3 separate regions of the Sus scrofa genome follow, and all the other regions are linked to region 1. The links are chromatin contacts, called in public Hi-C and HiChIP or PLAC-seq maps. All regions are on one chromosome and are shown on one strand. Each heading gives the region's core, a stretch centred on a gene start, on an enhancer-like site or on the middle of the called end of the contact. The rest is flanking DNA. Distances are from core to core; before and after follow the strand shown. Region 1 holds the start of LMNA (lamin A/C). Region 2 holds the start of PMF1 (polyamine modulated factor 1). Region 3 holds the start of SLC25A44 (solute carrier family 25 member 44).

Region 1 (3,227 bases), core at 412-2,911:
ACTCTTTGGGAGAGGGTCTAGGAAATAGGGGGTGATTTGGAGAGTCAAGGCTATGGTTTGGGAATCCCTTTATAATGTTTCTGGGTTGGTTTTTTTTTTTTTTTTTTTTGTCTTTTTAGGGCAACAGCCACAGCATATGGAGGTTCCCAGGCTAGGGGTCCTATTGGAGCTGTAGCTGCTGGCCTACACCACAGCCACAGCCATGCCAGATCTGAGCCACGTCTGCAACCTGCACCACAGCTCACAGCAGCGATGGATTACCTTAACCCACTGAGCGAAGCCAGGGATCAAACTTGCATCCCTATGGATACTAGTCAGGTTTGTTTCCCCTGAGCCACAACAGGAACTCCCTAGAGTGCTTGGAGGGAGGGTCCCTGTCTTATTCATTCTTTGATCACAGGGTCAAGTACTAAACACCTGTTGAACTGCTGAGTCACTCCTGCACAGGTGGTATGGAAGGACCTGGCTGTTCTTTAAGTAGCTGCCACATACCAGGCACTGGGCTAGGGGCCATGTGGGGCTGATCCCACTTCATCTTGACTTCAGCCTTATGAGGAAGGTATTATTATCTGCATTTTATATACCAAAAACCCAAACTCCGAGAAGTTGACTAATTGACCTAAGATAGTCCAGCTGAGTAACTGCCTTCTTCCCATCCGGACCCAGCTAGATGGAATGATGCAGGCTTAGAACAATTAGCTTGGCTTAGTTTAGCTGGGAAGGCCCTCAGAAGGAGCGTGTTTGATGGCCTTTTGTAAAGCCAGTGAACCCCTCATTTGAATGAAATTTCACCCCAAAAGCCCAATATACTAAATGACAGAGGCAGAGTCTCTCTAGCAGGGAAGTTTAGGGACCCCTGCCTGGTGATCCTTTGCCCCTCCCCTAAGAGGCCCCCAGGGCTCTGAGAATTAAACCCCTCTCTTTACAAAGTGGGCTTCTCAGGCTGGAGAAGCTAAGATTTGCCCAAACACAGCCAGAAACCCCCAAATAGTACTCGGACCCTATTTCACACTACTGTAGGAGACAGGACATCACTCTGGACATACTGGAAGGGGCTAATCGACCTCAAGGGATGGGCATTATCGCTACCATGATGAGGCAGGGGTTGCAGGGGTCAGTGTAGGGCTGGCTATCTTCCCTGGGTGCTCCAGCCAGGCCAGACAGGGCCGCTAGATAATGAGCACAGAACCAACCCTTTACACTTCACATTTGGCTGGGCAGGTCTCCCAGGTGTCATCTTTTCACAATCCAGATTACTACCTTAACCCTCTCAAACCTCTCTGAGATGCACAAAGCAAACACCATGATGCCCATTATACAGATACGGAGATTGAGACTTGGGCCAGGTTAACTGATATGCTCCAGGCCACACAACAAGAGACAGAAGCAGGTCCCAAACTCCAGGGATTTGCCTCCAGGTTAACTACATCCCACCTCCCTTCAGTCCAGACCCCAAAGGAGCTCCATCCAACAGCAAAATCCGAGAGTCTGCCCAGGAGTCCCTGCCCGACATTCCAAACCCCATCCCCCACTCAAATGGGCCCAGAGAGCCGCCCCACCTGTGAGCCTCAGGCTTCCTGGAACCGTCACAATACACACCAAAATACTGCCACGGTACACACCAGACAAGAGCCAAAGAGGAATTCCGCAGTGACTTCGTCCTCTCTGCTCCCTATCTCCCAGCTTTGGCCCCGCCCCACCTGGTGAGGGTGGGGGAGGGGAGGTAGACGTAGGAAGGGGCGGGGCCCCGGAGACGTGGGCGGAGCCAAGGGGACGGGGCTTGTTCCCTCCAGGGCAGATCGGTTCGGGCTGGTAGGGCGACTCCGGACTCCGGCGGGGTGGTTCCTCTCCCGCCCCCCCGCCCCCGCCGCCCGGAGGCGGGCAGTGCTGACGGCTGGTTCTGACGCAGGCGCCTGCGTGTGGGCGGCTGCCTGTGAGTCTGTGTGTGTCTGTGTGTGTGTGGTTGCCGGGGCCTCCCGGGTCTCCTAAATGGGGGTTTCCTCTCCCTGTTGCCAAGGAAACAAACAGAAGCGCCACAACTCCAGAACTGGGGCCGGCGAAAAGGGTCCCCAAGCCCTAGGCGCCGAGAGGCTTCCAGGAAGTGAGGCAGAAAAGGATCCCTGTTTCCCCCCCCACCCCCAGTCCAGGTGCTGAGCAAACGTTACCCAATGTGGGGCCTGAAACTAGTGGCCACCTGTCCTGTTTGCAGAGCACTGAGGAGTTTCCTAGGACAAGGGCCTTGCAGTGCTCAAACCCGAACAGTTCCTGGCAAAACCGGACAGTTGGTCTTCCTAAGTGTCCATCCAATTTTTGTGGGGAGGCTCTATCTTAAAAATATGAGAATATCTTTTACAGATTTCACACAGATAAGTGAACACGTGGAAACCTGGTCAGGCTCCTCTAAGGGTCTTGGGAAGGCCTGTGCCACTGTGGATCCCTGAGCTTCACCTTGCTTAGCCTCACCATAAAACCAACCTGGGTTCCCAGCCCCTGCAGCCCCTAAGTTCCTCAGGGTCCCCTTCCAAGGCTAGCCCTTGGCACTCACCCCAGGGAGGTCAACTGGGAAAGCAAATTCTCCCCGGGGAGGATGGTGGTTAATCTGCAGGAGATTTCCTGATGGGGGAACAGATCAAAGGGCACTTCTGGATTAGTGGCGGCCACGTGTGGCAGGTGGATGGGCAGGGCCTTGGCCAAGGTCAGGAGCTCCTGGAGGGAGACTCCATGGGATGGAAGGGACTGCCTTGGGCCAGTGCTTCATCAGTCATTGCTTAGAAGCCAGAACTTCAGAGCTGGGAGGAGTCTAAGGACATCATGCAAGCCAACCCCCTCCTTTCTAGACCTGCCTTGATCCAGCTCCCCAGATTCCCCTGTCCCACTATCCCTATGCCAGCCCACAGGCTAGCCCCAGAGTAACACCCCAATTGCCCTCTTTGTCTAGTAAATCCAAAGCTTACAGGGCTCCCTGAGAGCCCACTTCACTTTGGCCCTTGACCCCTGAGTGGCAGGTAATGGGGGAGCCACTGGAGCAGCGGTAGGGCAGCAGGGACCTGGCTGGGAGGGACAGGATGCACGAGTGGCCTGAGGCTGGTGTGCTCTCAGGCTGCCCAGGGAGGGGCCAAGAGGGCATCTGTTTCCTCTTGGCCATGATTCCCTCAATCCCATCCCCAAAGGAGGTGAAAATGGGGCTGGCTTCCTGAAGCGGAGCTTCCTGGCCTTGGCGGGGAGGA
Region 2 (3,227 bases), core at 440-2,939, 89 kb before region 1:
AAAAAAAAAAAAAAAAAAGGAATCCGACTGAAGGGGCTTGGGGCACTGCGGAGGTGCGGGTTCAATCCCAGGTGCAGTGGGTTAAAGGATCCACTGTTGTCCCTGGGCTCATATTCAATCCCTGGCCCAGGAACTTCCATTTAACTCGGGAGTGGCTATAAAATTAAAAAAAAAAAAAGTTTATTTAAAGTAAAAATCAAGTTTCACTGTCATTTGTCTCAAGGTATTTTTTTTGTCTTTTTGTCTTTCTAGGGCCACATCCACAGCATACGGAGGTTCCCAGGCTAGGGGTTCAATTGGAGCTGTAGCCACTGGCCTACACCATAGCCACAGCCACAACATAGGATCCGAGCCGTGTCTGTGACCTACACCACAGCTCATGGCAACGCCAGATCCTTAACCCACTGAGTGAGGCCAGGGATTGAACCCACATCCTCATGGATCCTAGTTGGGTTCATTAACCACTGGGCCACTATGGGAACTCCTTAAGGTATTGTTTTTAATTTCCTTTTTTATTTCATCATTGACCCATTGGTTTTTAGTAGCATGTTTTAGTCTCCATGTAATTTTCTTTTTTCTGTCCCAATTGTTTTCCTGTGGTTGACTTTCAGTTTCATGCCACTGTAGTCAAAAATACGCTTCAAATAAATTCTATCCTCTTGAAAAAAAAAAAAAAGTAAAAATCAAGGAGTTCCCGGTCATAGCTTAGTGGCTAGCAAATCCTACTAGGAACCATGAGGTTGCGGGTTCAATTCCTGGCCTTGCTCAGGGGGTTAAGGATCCAGCGTTGCTGTGAGCTGTGGTGTAGGTCGCAGACGCGGCTCGGATCTGGCGTAGCTGTGGCTCTGGCGAAGGCCGGCGGCTACAGCTCCGATTAGACCCCTAGCCTGGGAACCTCCATATGCCACGCGTGCGGCCCTAGAAAAGGCAAAAAGACAAAAAAAAAAAAAAAAAAGTAAAATGTAAGACATCAAGTCCTCACAACCACCCAGTGAAGGTATTATTACTATTTACATAATAACAGCTAAAACGCTAACACTGCAAGTGGCCGGCACTGTTCTAAAAGAGACGTGTATCCACTCAAGCCTCAAAAAGACCCTATGAGAAAGGTACTACTGTTACCATTTTATTGATGAGCAACACAGGCACAGAGCAGTTAAGTCTCGCTCACTTTATGCTGGGCCATGATGTGCACCCGGCTTTTAAAGCCTGTACCTTTTCCTCTCAACCACTTGTGGACAGAACTACTGGAGGAAGGAGTAGCTACTTGTCCCAGGCCTGCCCTCACATAACCTGTATTGGTAAACATCACGTGACTTTCCGAGACACAGGAATTGCGTGTCGGCCAGTCAATAACCTCGAGACACAGGATTGTAAATAACCGGCGAACTCCGAGACCAAAGTGACTGAGCTGTTTCCCGTCTGGCCGTCCTGGCCTCGCGGGATTTAGACTCTGGCGGGATAAACCCTCTCTCGGCTTCGACCTGCTGAGAGTTTTGTCCACAGCCTCATTTCTTCCACCTTACCTCCCAGCAGCGACCAGCTTCTGGAGAAAGGTGTCCACCATGGTGTCAAAAAGCTTCACCCTTGAAATGGTAGTACCAGGGCGCGGAAGTTCCTGAGACAACCCTTCAGGCCCTTTTTCCTCACTGCCGCTGGCTACGTTGACGCTGCTCACTTCGGCCATGTTGAACTAGAACCGCCAAACCTTAACCGGCCCGTCCGCCCCGCCCACAAGCTCCCGATTGGCCGCTCCTGGCACTGGCGCCTTCGATTGGAAGCAGCGGGATGTCTATCACCGAGCCGCCGGCGGGGTGGGGAAACTGTCGGAGGCGGGAGAATTAAACACGAAAACAACTGGACACTGAAGTACGAATTTCTCGGCAAGCGGGAAAATAAGCGCAAAGTTCAGGGACTCAATAAAAACGTTTAATTACACTTGAAAGACTTCGTACAGTGCAACAGTGAATGTTCGCTGTTAATATTCACAAGAGTCCACTGTATCAAATGTTAATTGCATCTGTATTTTTATTCCCCTGTGTCCTCCAATCCTCCCATCAGGTTTCCGGTCTTGTGCAGTCTCCAGAAAGTTTCTTCCAATTTGGCTACGGACCAATACATCAAAAATTCCAGCTGGTTCGGTCCATTGTCCTGGGAAAATGGAAGCCCATTCTCCCATCCCTACCAAGACATATTTTAACCACTCAAACCCAGTCCTTAAAATAGTAGATGGGAAAGTAGGGGCCAGGGGTCCCTTTAGTTTAAGAACATCATCCTTTAAAACTGTGTGTGTGTGTGTGTGTGTGAGAGAGAGAGAGAGAGACAGAGACAACAGGTGAAAGACTGACATACTGTACAAAAAAATATAGAACGAAAAAATTATGGATAAGTCTGGGAGGGAGAAACATTCTAAGATAGAAGCAGGAAACTACCTCCTACCCATGATACTTTACCCACTTTGCAATAGTGGGGAAGGACTGAAAACAAGTCTCTAGGGAAGGGAGGTGTGGCACTAAGAAAACCAGTCTCTAAAGGTCTCACTAGGAGTGAGATTAAAGAGAAATGAGGGACCCCTGGCTTCTATTATGTTGGTGGTTATTAGGGCAAAGGAGTTACTAAGAGCAGGAAGATGCAAAATGATCTCTGGGTGAAATACTTTGGATGACCATTTGTGAGTAGAAATTGGAGGACTCTTGACAAAGTGCAAGGAGAGAGAAACAAAAATAAGTGAAAGGGAACATAACTCTTAAAGGTAAGAGCCCAAGGTGGGCAGTGGTGGTGGTGAAGGAGAGAATTCAGATTCTGATCTGGCCTGGGGGGACAGAATGTGGGGCAGCCATAAGAAATATCAAGGCTTCAGGTAGCTAGCACCTTTCAAATTGGCACCATGGCCTTTCCCAGGGGGTGGGACCAATAAGAAAGTTTGAAGGGTCATCCAGGCCAGATGTCTCAAGTAGAAGTGACGGGTTTGATAGGCCTTCTTCTCAATCCATCTGCTGCATCTCTCCTCACCTGCCACACAGGCTTGGTAGAGGAAGTGTGTGTTGGGGGGAGGATGAGGCAGGGAAGAGGTGCTCATCATCTAACTCCTGAGAGCTTCAACAGGTAATCTTGGCAGTATCGGGCTGGTAAACGCGGTGGTCCTGGAATTGGGGAACTTCCTGACCCACTCTCTTTTTCACTCTTTCTCTTTTTTTCTTTACTCTCTTTTAAGCATTCCTCCAGAG
Region 3 (3,227 bases), core at 395-2,894, 69 kb before region 1:
TTTTTCACAGGCCTCAATCACAAAGGTTAAAGTGCCTCATATGAAGACCCAATAGATGACCCAGGATGTCCCGAAGTCATCAAATGAGATGTCAGAGGCAAAGGCCCTGCTGCTGAGACCACCAGAGGGAAGGAACAAACTGGCCTAGATAAGCACACTTCCTCTCCACTTCAATTCTTCATGTACCAGAAAAACCTATACCAGACTATTCACTAGGTTCTGAGTCACCTGGAAGGCAAGGTCATTCAATGAGAAGAACATTAGTGGTCAGGAGTTCCTCCACTTCCATTACTTACTAGTAGGACTGGAACTAAGTCACTTCTTTAAAATTCAATATCCTCATCTATGATATAGAGCTAATAAAGCCTGCCACAGCTATATAACAGTGTGGTGCAACTCACATGTGCTAAAATATGCAAAGCCATTTTTATTAACAGCAAAGCACTTCCATCATTGCAGAAATTTCTATTGGACAGTGGTGCTCTAAATCCTTGCTACTCAGAGTGGTGCACAAACCCGCAACACTGGCATCACCTGGGAGCTTGTAGAAATACAGAACTTCAGGATGCTCTGTAGACTTGCTGAATAAGAACCATTTTCACAAGATCTCTGGGTGATCAATATGTATATCAGAGTTTGGAAAAGTATTGCCTTAAACATTAAGGATTGTCAGTATTCTAACAATAACAACTACTCTAGGAGTCCACGACCACTATGACTACATTAAGAGCCCTCTGATTCCATCCTGACTTGTCCCCAGGACTGGGCCCAATGCTGACTAATAGACTCATTCAGTTCTTTTCAGTCAACAACATTCACCAAATCAAATCATCTGTCTACAGCTCCTGACAAGACACCTATGAGGTCTGGTTCCCACTTCTGTGCTGGGATCAAGATCTTTGCTTCCTCCTTCTGTTCCTCTGTTCTTCTTACTGCATCTCCATCAAGGCTCTGCATCCTGAGAGCTATCTACCTTAGGAACGTGAATATATTTACATGCTCGCCCACCTGTCCTAAAGAACATGCATTTCCTTAGGGAAGGTTCTGGGCGTGCCTCCAACCCCTCCCTTCAAGGTAATCTCCCCCCAGGACAGGAGGAGATTCCCACTCAACCTTCCTTTGGTCTTCCATAGGTGCCCACGTGATCTCTCATGACAGACATCACACGACAATCCTCTTCACCTACTGCACATGACACCCCCTTTAAGTAGCTTCTGTCCTGACCCCCGAAACTGCCGCCTTTAGATCCTGGACATGCCCCTAGCCATGTCTCTGGCCATGCTTCTTTCGCTGTCGGCGAACCCCATGCTCCTCCGATAGGAAGAGATGCGTCGCTGGAGTCATCCCTCATTCCCAAAACTGCGCGGCGGGTTCCCAGTAAATTGCTGCCGTGCACTGCAGGCAACCGCTGCCTCCCTGACAGGTCTCGGTACTAGGAGACCTTAGTCCTTAGGCACCTCAAGCCGGTGATTTCGTACCTTCTCAGTTCAGGGCGGTTCTGCCGCGTCTGAGGCAAACTCCCAGAGCGGACCTCTAGGCCGCAGCTCCCACTCTATCCTCTGTTCCCGGCAACTGACGGCCTCCGGTCGCATCTTCCTCCATCTCGACCGGGATCCCGGTACTGCCGGAACCGGAAATTGGGACACTGTCACTCCCGCCCCCTGCAGGGGGCGGGGATGAACGGTGGGCAACTGCACCAATGACGTTCTGAGTCTTTAGCCTCGCCCCCCGCCTCCGCAGCAAAGGCGGAAGGTCCTGGTAGCCATCTTGAATTTGGGCAGAGGCCACGCCTTCTTTAGCCCCTTCTTCTACAGCGCATGCGTGTTCTTTCGAATTCGTGGAAATTGGGTCGCGGCCACTTCTTGAAGGTCTTGTTCCCAACGGGTCACCTTGCGTTTCAAGTCTCCTGGAATCCTTAAGTTAAAATCTCATCTAATTTTTGTGTAACTTTTCTCATCTACAGAACCAAAACAGGCCAATGTGCAGCAGGAAGGACTAAGTTTAGATTTTGGAGACTTGGGAACTCAAAACTACAGGAATAGGGAACATCCTGGAGATGGAGTGATCTCTTCTTGCTTTATAACTATTTGTTAATACATGGATTTAAAAGAAGAGGCGGTGGGAGTTTGGGGTTAGTAGATGCGAACTACTACATTTAGAATGGATAAGCAAAGAGGTCCAGCTGTATGGCACAGGAAACTATATCCAGTCACCCTTGATAGAACATGATATAAGTTGACGAAAAGAATATATATATATCTGAGTCACTTTGCTGTACAGCAGAAATGGACAACATTTATATCAACTATAATGAAAAAATATATAATAAATAGGAAAAAAAAATAAAAAGAGGCAGAGCCCTTTACAGGAGGGACTGAGAAGGCTAGGTTTGGAGAGTCAATTCATTTCAAAATAGATATTTCTATAACTCAACAACAAAAAGACAGACAACCCAATTTTTTTTTTTTTGTAAATGTGCAAAGGACTTTAATAGATGTTTCTCCAAAGAAGATGGATAATAAGCACATAAAAAGATGCTCAACATCATTAGTCATTAGGGAAAAACAAATCAAAACCATGAGATCCCCACTGCACACCCACTAGGATGGCTAAAATTAAAGCAAGCAAGCAAGCAAATGAGAACCTAGAAAGTGACAAGTGTTAGCAGGGATGTGGAGAAACTGGAACCCTGACGTTGCTGGTGGGAATGTAAAATGGTGCAGTTGCTGTGGAAACCAGTTTGATCATTCCTCAATGTTAAGCAAAATTGCTATATGACCAAGCATTTTCACTCTGAATATATACCCAAAAGAGCTGAAAACAGGTGTTCAAACAAAAACTTGTACACAGGAGTTCCTGCTGTGTTGCAATGGGATCAGTGGCATCTCTGGAGCTCAGGGACATGTGTTTGATCCCCAGCAAGTTAAGGATCCAGTGTTGCTGCAGCTGGTAGCCTAGGTCACAGCTGCGGCTCAGATCTGATCCCTGACCCAGGAACTCCATATGCCAAGGGACCGCCAAAAAAGAAAAACAAAAAACAAATAAACAATATTTACACACACAGATTCATAACAGCACTATTCACGATAGCCAAAAAGTAGAAACAAATGGTGACCTAGCTATACAATGGACTATTACTCAGCCATGAAAAAGGAATGAAAAATTGATATGTACTGCTGTGTGGATGAATTGTGAAACTGTTATGCTAAGTGAAATAAGCCAGACAC

What was found. Hi-C and Micro-C count contacts between places; a contact is called where the count stands out from the background. HiChIP or PLAC-seq counts read pairs in DNA pulled down with a chosen protein or histone mark.
Region 2: a contact with region 1 is called in an H3K27ac HiChIP or PLAC-seq map of alveolar macrophages. The contact joins the promoter of PMF1 here to the promoter of LMNA in region 1. A contact is called at or near these places in 6 of 47 Hi-C or Micro-C datasets (alveolar macrophages, embryonic fibroblasts, heart right ventricle and 2 more) and 2 of 2 datasets of contacts at active chromatin or transcription factors (alveolar macrophages and skeletal muscle).
Region 3: a Hi-C map of skeletal muscle shows a contact between it and region 1, with 2.9 times the contacts expected there. The contact joins the promoter of SLC25A44 here to the promoter of LMNA in region 1. A contact is called at or near these places in 4 of 47 Hi-C or Micro-C datasets (epiblast stem cells, liver, skeletal muscle and 1 more) and 1 of 2 datasets of contacts at active chromatin or transcription factors (alveolar macrophages).

Annotation. Positions count from the first base shown.
Region 1 is chr4:93,924,623-93,927,849 of Sscrofa11.1, forward strand. It overlaps LMNA (lamin A/C), which reads right to left and starts at 1,662. Exons shown (of 13, transcript NM_001111257.2): 1 at 1,560-1,662.
Region 2 is chr4:93,835,097-93,838,323 of Sscrofa11.1, forward strand. PMF1 (polyamine modulated factor 1) reads right to left here and starts at 1,690. Exons shown (of 5, transcript NM_001123163.1): 1 at 1,527-1,690. The coding sequence starts at 1,687. It overlaps SLC25A44 (solute carrier family 25 member 44), which reads right to left. Exons shown (of 4, transcript XM_001928054.5): 4 at 1,908-3,227.
Region 3 is chr4:93,855,509-93,858,735 of Sscrofa11.1, forward strand. It overlaps SLC25A44 (solute carrier family 25 member 44), which reads right to left and starts at 1,645. Exons shown (of 4, transcript XM_001928054.5): 1 at 1,479-1,645.